2 separate regions of the Pan troglodytes genome follow, and region 1 is linked to region 2. The links are chromatin contacts, called in public HiChIP or PLAC-seq maps. All regions are on one chromosome and are shown on one strand. The core of a region is the stretch at or near the end of the contact, and the rest is flanking DNA. Distances in the headings are between cores, read along the strand shown. Region 1 holds the start of GNG13 (G protein subunit gamma 13). Region 2 holds the start of ANTKMT (adenine nucleotide translocase lysine methyltransferase).

Region 1 (3,036 bases), core at 14-2,513, 92 kb before region 2:
AGCTGCCCCACCCCACCCCCAAATCCATAATAAAAATAATCCCTTCCCTAATGTGCCCCAGTTCCAGAGGCGCCTCTGATCCAGCCGACCCACATCAGGGCGGGAGGTGCAGGTGGCCCCGATTCACAGAGTCACACTGGCGAGGAGTCCTGCTGAGTGACTTCAGGGACCTGAGCGCCTGAGAGGGACAGGGCCCACCTCTCCCCGACAACCCCTGCAGGGGCCTGGGCCACCCCAGGCAGGCCGGGCGGTTCCCTGTGACACTGGGGAAGGCAGAGTGACCTGCTCACAGGCCCCTGGCCCTGGCAGCACCCGCCGAGGGCCTGGCCCACGCTTCCCCGGGGGTGGCCCAGCTTCTGCAGGGACTGTTTGGGGAGCTTGGCCCTGTGCCCCCAGAGGCTGCTGTTGCTGCCTGGGCGCCCCCACCTAGGATGCAGCCTGGTATGTAAATCACCTGCTGGTACATAGGGCACAGCTCCCACAGGAGCCCAAGGGGTACACCCAGGGCAGGGTGGGAGGAGACACGGGGAAACGTGTCAGAGGAAAAGGGGCCAGTCTCAGCTCTGCAGGCTGACAGGTGCGGAGGCCCAAAGGGAAGCCCCCTCCCCTGAGCCTTGAGGTCACACAACCCGAGCCCAAGTGCTGCAGCTGGGGGCACCTCTCCCGAGGCAACGTGCCCCAGAGCACCCACAGTGGGCCGGTGTTGGGGACACCTCAGGCCGCCACTCTCAGCTCAGATCAGACTGAAAAGCACGGCACTCTCCTGCCCTCGGGAGCTGCCCCGTGCCGGCCACTGGTCTGGGAACGGGGGATCGGGCCGGAGCAGGGAGCTCCACAGAGCCCCGGGGCCCCTAGTAGGAAGAGGCTCACATCCCAGGGTGAACCACATGGCCCACACAAGATGCCTCTGTCAGGGGGGCACAGCTGAGTGTCACCTGAACCCTGCAGGCTGCAGAGGCTCCAGAGGGCAAAGGGTCCCAGCCCCATCCCCACTCCTCCCGGCTGGCCCAGGACACTAGAGGGGGAACCCACCCCCTCAAGTGGAAGGAAACCTCTCCACCAGGGCCCAAGCTGGCCCCTCAGGGAAAATGAACCAGCCCCACACTGGCCCCTGGCTGCATGTCCACCCGCTGGGTGAGCCCAGGGGAGGTGGCAGCACAGGCTATCTCTGGGGTCAGCCCAGCCCTGAGGAGGGGGTGGGGGCGGCGCCAGGGCCCAGGTGGCGGGAGGGGCGGGGCACAGCCAGGGCTCTGCCTGGCGGACTCCCGGAACATCACTTGGCCCTCGCTCTCACTCGCGGTCGCCTGGCCGTTGTCATTGTCCCTCCGCTGTCACCTTTTCAAGGTAGGTCCGATGAACAGGCCCCCAGGGCTAGGGAGGGCCCAGAGGCCCCGCGACTCTCAGCTGGCCCAGGTCAGTCCCCTGGGCTCACCCTAACTCCCGGGGCGAGGGCAGCTGCCCCGCAGGCAGCAAAACCCAACCCGAGCCGGTGCTGCAGGCAGGGAGGCAGCTCGCGCGGTGCGGGGGAGCTGTGTCCATCTGAGCGCCGTGCGCCGCCTGCAGTGCCCACCGAGTCCCGTGGCTGGGGGCGTCCACGGGGTGCACGGGGCGGGTGGCCAGGCTTGGCGGCAGCTGCGAGAAGGTAGGGCTGGGCAGCAAGGACTGGGCTGTGGGCGGGGCGCCAACACCCCGGGCCTGGGAGGACCCGCACGGAGCTAGTCCAGCACCCACGGGGCTGAGTGTAGGGTCTCCAAGGAAAGGCCTGCACCGGGGATGGGGGCGGGTGGGGGTGCTGGAACTCCAGGGTCTCCGGGAGGGAATCCTCTGCATGACCCTGATCACTCCCCCAGAAACCTGCCCCCACTCGCTCCCCAGGCTCCCACCCCGCTACGGGCAGACCCTCTGCCGGCTGCTGGGAGTCTGCCCAATTCACCACTGGGACCCCACCAGCCTCAGGCCCTGGGCCCCTCCCTAGGTGGCCGGTGCAGCTGCACGACCAAAGGATGGGGAGACTGTTGGGCCAGGAGCCCCCTTCACAGCCAGAGGCAGGCTCCCCCAAACTCGATGCCAACCCCCCACCCACCCTCCCAAGGTTCAGCCCTGTCTCCCAACCTTGGGGACGGGGGCCAGAGTTGGGACGGAGTGAGGGACTCCCTGGGCCCCTGGAGTGGGTAGGGGGAGAGGCAGGGGGCAACCCACCCCCACTTGCCTTGAACTTGTGGCAGTTCTGAGGGGTGTCAACCTGTGGCTTTCCCAGGCTGGCCACAAGCAGAAAGCACGCAGGTAACGTGTGTGTAGTTCCCAGACACACTGGGGACCCAGGGGCCACCCACAGCCCATATCCCAGACTCGGGTAGTATAGCCTGAGCCCCCAAGATCCTGAGCACACACCCCACCTGCCAGAGAAGCAAACTGCAGCAGAACATTCCTGTCCAGGAGTCCTGGCTGTGGACTGGGCTCTGCCACGCAAAGCAAAGGGGCGCACAGCGGGGCAGGGCAGGGGCCACCTCCTGAGGACCTGGCCCCACACCTCACACCGTGGTCTGGGTCAGCCTGCGTGGGCCTCAGTGGGAGGGTAGGAGCTGGCGGCCTGCCGTGCTGAGCACCCTTTCTGCTGCCTGCAAGGGACCTTCGTAAGGTGTGGGGGCCTATGGGGGAGTAGCTGAGGATGTAAAGTTTCTTGCAGTTAATTAGTCCCACTGCAGGAGGCGGGAGCTGGGGCCTTGTGGGAACTCGCTCTGTGCCCTGCACCCTAGCAACGCCTAGGGGACTGGCCCAGGCAGTGGTGGGGACTCTCCCCGCTTCATCCTGAGGGGCTCAGCTCAGGCCTGCGGGGAGGGAGCAGCGGGGGTGGGGACTACAGGCTGGTGGCCTCGGCCCTGTGGCTTCCTCCTGTGCCCTCCAGCCCCAGGCTGGCTGCTTCAGAAGCCCCTGACCCCATGGAGGAGTGGGACGTGCCACAGATGAAGAAAGAGGTGGAGAGTCTCAAGTACCAGCTGGCCTTCCAGCGGGAGATGGCGTCCAAGACCATCCCCG
Region 2 (3,165 bases), core at 34-2,533:
AGGCCCTCGCCAACCACGGCCACAGGCTGCCAGGTGGGGAGTGGGAAGCGCCCAGACACCACGCGGGCCCCGGCAGGCAGCTCTGTCCGCAGCTTGTCCTCCAGCAGCGGGAGCTGAGGGAGAGAACAGCAGAGTAGAGGGGGCGGGGCCGGTAGAAAACAGCCGCGCTCACCCCCCTAGCCCCAAGCCTAGCACCCACCAGGCAAGCCCAGGCCTCAGAGCAGCAAACACCCTGGGGTGTGGCTGGGGCTTCCCAGCGGGGCTGGCAACCCCGGACCTACCACGCTAGGGGCCAGGAACACAGACACGTTGCGGCAGTCCCTCAGGCTCACCTGCCGGAAGAGAAGTCGCCCCAGCCGGGGAGAGGCCTGGTGGGCACCGGGTCATCGCAGCTTCCGAGTCCCAGCCCCCAGCCCTCGCAGGTGTCAGCCGCACCTTGGGCTGTCAGCGGGTGGCCAGGGATCCCCAGGTTACCTTCCAGAGATCCTTGCGGCGATAGCAGACGCTGCCGGCACAGCCGGCCCTCCAGGCGTGCAGCCGCGCCAGCGCCACCAGCCAGGGGTTCAGCTCGTAGCCCACGGCCGGGCGGAGGCCGCACCTGTGGGCCGCCAGCACCTGTGGGCACCGAGAGTGTGGGAACCAGGATGTGGGCAGGGGCGCCCGCCGGCAGGTGGGCGGTGTGGGGCGGCGAAGACCCAGACGCAGGCACTTACGATCCTGCCGTCGCCAGAGCCCAGATCCACCGTTTTTCCGGGGCGTCCTCGCAGCAGCGACAACACGTGCTCCACCTGCCGCGCGCTCGCGCCGACGTAGGGCACCTGGACCGGGTGGCGGCGAGAGTCCACTGGCCGCTCCCGCCCCGCCCGCAGCCCGGCCCGAACTACCACACGGGGGGGCGGAGCTCACCCCGGCCACGCCCAGACCTTGAGACCCTGAGCGGCAGCCGAGCTCCCCTGCCCGGCCTGGCCCCGCCCCGCACCTGCAGCCGCAGCGGCACGCGCCGGAAGCCGGGCTGGAGCAGCAGCGCCCACACCGCGTAGGCTGCCAAGCCCGAGCCGGCCGCCGCCTGCAGCAGCTCCAGCGCGCCCAGCCGCCGCTCGCGCAGCTCCGTCAGCGCCTCGGCCGGGTCGTCCTGCTCCATGGCTGCGGGACGCGCGGCTCGTCCGCCCAAGGTCCTTCCCGGCTCGGGTCCGCGGCCCTCGCAGCCTGGCCTGGGGCTGGCGGTGTGCCCGGTGGTGTGCCCTCTGCCTCCTGCCGGGAGCCGCCGCGCGACACCGGAAGTGGCCGGCAGAGCCTGCGCGGTGGGTCCGTTGCGCTGTGCGCTCCGCCCAGCCCGGCTGCCCTCCCGCGGGTTCCGGCGAGCTGCAGCCTCGGGGGCTCTGCCCCGCCGCGTCCGGCTCCAAGCCTGCGAGGGTCGGCTCCGTTGGTCCGCTCTGCGGACCGCTGTTTGCGGCCTGTGCTGGCTGCTGGCGACCCGCGGAAGGGGACAGGCAGGCCCTGCCCTGGGGGAGCGCACGTGCCGGCGGGAGTCGGGATACACCCGGCGATCTCACGGGCTAGAGCCCCAGGGAAACGGGGCTGCGCGTCTTTGTCGTGGAATGAAGGGAAGTCTGCCTTGGAGAGGGGCGGTCCTGGCCCCAGAACCAGCCGGGGGCTCGCGTGGGGCGGCTGGAGCCCAGGGAGCCGGTGGGAAAGCGGCTCCCCGGGATGAGACAGCGTCCAGGCGCCAGCACCCCCATGACTCTGCCTCGGGGAGGCTGCTGGGGGCGCTCCGCTGACCCGGACACCCAGTGCCAGCCAGACCCCGGGAGGACATCCTTCCATTTCCCTCCTACAGCCTGAGCGATGAGCCTCAGTGGGCGGTGAAGGGATGGGGGGCTGGGGTCTGAGGGAGAAGGGCATGGAGGAGGGGCTGACACGGAGGAGAGCTTGAGCAGGCCCAAGAAGACAGATGCTGGCTCTCAGGCGAGTGTGGTGGGAGGAAAGCCGGATGTCACAGGCGGGGGCCTCTGGCGCCTGCCAGCTACAGGGAAGGCAGACAGCCCCGGGAGTGGGGAGATCACCTTCCTTCTCCAGAAAACAACACACAAAAAGACTGAGTTCCTGGAGGTGACCTTGTGAAGCTGGGGGTGGGAAGCGCAAGTGGAAGAGCCGAGCTCTGGGTCAGGCAGCTGGGCCACGACCTCCACACCCAGGGTAGGGCTGGACACCCATGAATGTTGGGGGTTGTCTGTGCGTGCCCTGGCCTAGCTCCTCCTTAGCCATCCGTGGCTGGGGTCTGGAGCCCCTGCAGGGACAGAGGCAGCTTCCAGACATGGGTATGCCCCAGACCACAGCCCCCAGCTCCCAAGTGCAGAGTCTCACAGGCCTGCCCACGTTGGCCCCAGCCCCACCCAGCTCAGCGTGTCCTGTCTCCTGGGGGCCTGGAACGGCCCTCCCAGGAAAGGAAGGGTGTATGTACACTGAGCTCTAGGGGGAGCTGACAGGGCCCATTCCTGTCCTGCTGCCTGCATTATTCCCTGCACCTAGAGCAGTTACCTAGGAGGCTTACTGGATGAATGCACCTAATTGGACTCTAGCGTGCACTCTCCACTCTTCTTTTTTTTTTTTTTTTTTTTTTTGAGACTGAGTCTCGCTCTTTCGCCCAGGTTGGAGTGCAGTGGCGCAGTCTTGGCTCACTGCAACCTCTGCCTTCCAGGTTCAAGTGATTCCTCTGCCTCAGCCTTTTGAGTAGCTGGGATTACAGATGCATGCCACCACGTCTGGCTAATTTTTTGTGTTTTATTAGAGACGGTTTCACCATGTTGGCCAGGATGGTCTCCATCTCCTGACCTCATGATCTGCTTGCCTCGGCCTCCCAAAGTGTTGGGATTACAGGCGTGAGCCACTGCGCCCAACCTCCCCACTCCTCTCCCGTCCACACCAGGCACTCTGCTTCTTGGCCTTTGGGCACTCTGCAGCCACCTGTACCTGTGTGAACTGGCACTTGCCTGACGGTGTCTGTGATCCACAGGCCCCAGGCTCCTGTAGCTCCTGCCCACCTGCTCACCCACACCGTCTCCCTATCTCCCATGCCACTTTGGCCACCTGTCCCCAGGGCAGGCATGAAGCCCCTGGTCTAATGCTCCAAGACCCATTTGGGCACCGTGGTGCTCCTGTGGCCCT

Evidence for each region. HiChIP or PLAC-seq counts read pairs in DNA pulled down with a chosen protein or histone mark.
Region 1: a contact with region 2 is called in an H3K4me3 HiChIP or PLAC-seq map of stem cell-derived excitatory neurons, with 4 times the contacts expected there. The contact joins the promoter of GNG13 here to the promoter of ANTKMT in region 2. A contact is called at or near these places in 1 of 7 Hi-C or Micro-C datasets (stem cell-derived neural progenitor cells) and 1 of 1 datasets of contacts at active chromatin or transcription factors (stem cell-derived excitatory neurons).

What each region holds. Positions count from the first base shown.
Region 1 is chr18:3,170,329-3,173,364 of NHGRI_mPanTro3-v2.0_pri, reverse strand. GNG13 (G protein subunit gamma 13) reads left to right here and starts at 1,263. Exons shown (of 3, transcript XM_016929108.4): 1 at 1,263-1,344; 2 at 2,906-3,036. The coding sequence starts at 2,940.
Region 2 is chr18:3,078,488-3,081,652 of NHGRI_mPanTro3-v2.0_pri, reverse strand. It overlaps ANTKMT (adenine nucleotide translocase lysine methyltransferase), which reads right to left and starts at 1,283. Exons shown (of 5, transcript XM_001157130.8): 1 at 980-1,283; 2 at 714-818; 3 at 475-615; 4 at 282-332; 5 at 1-113. The coding sequence starts at 1,141. It overlaps METRN (meteorin, glial cell differentiation regulator), which reads right to left. Exons shown (of 4, transcript XM_001156928.8): 4 at 2,768-3,165.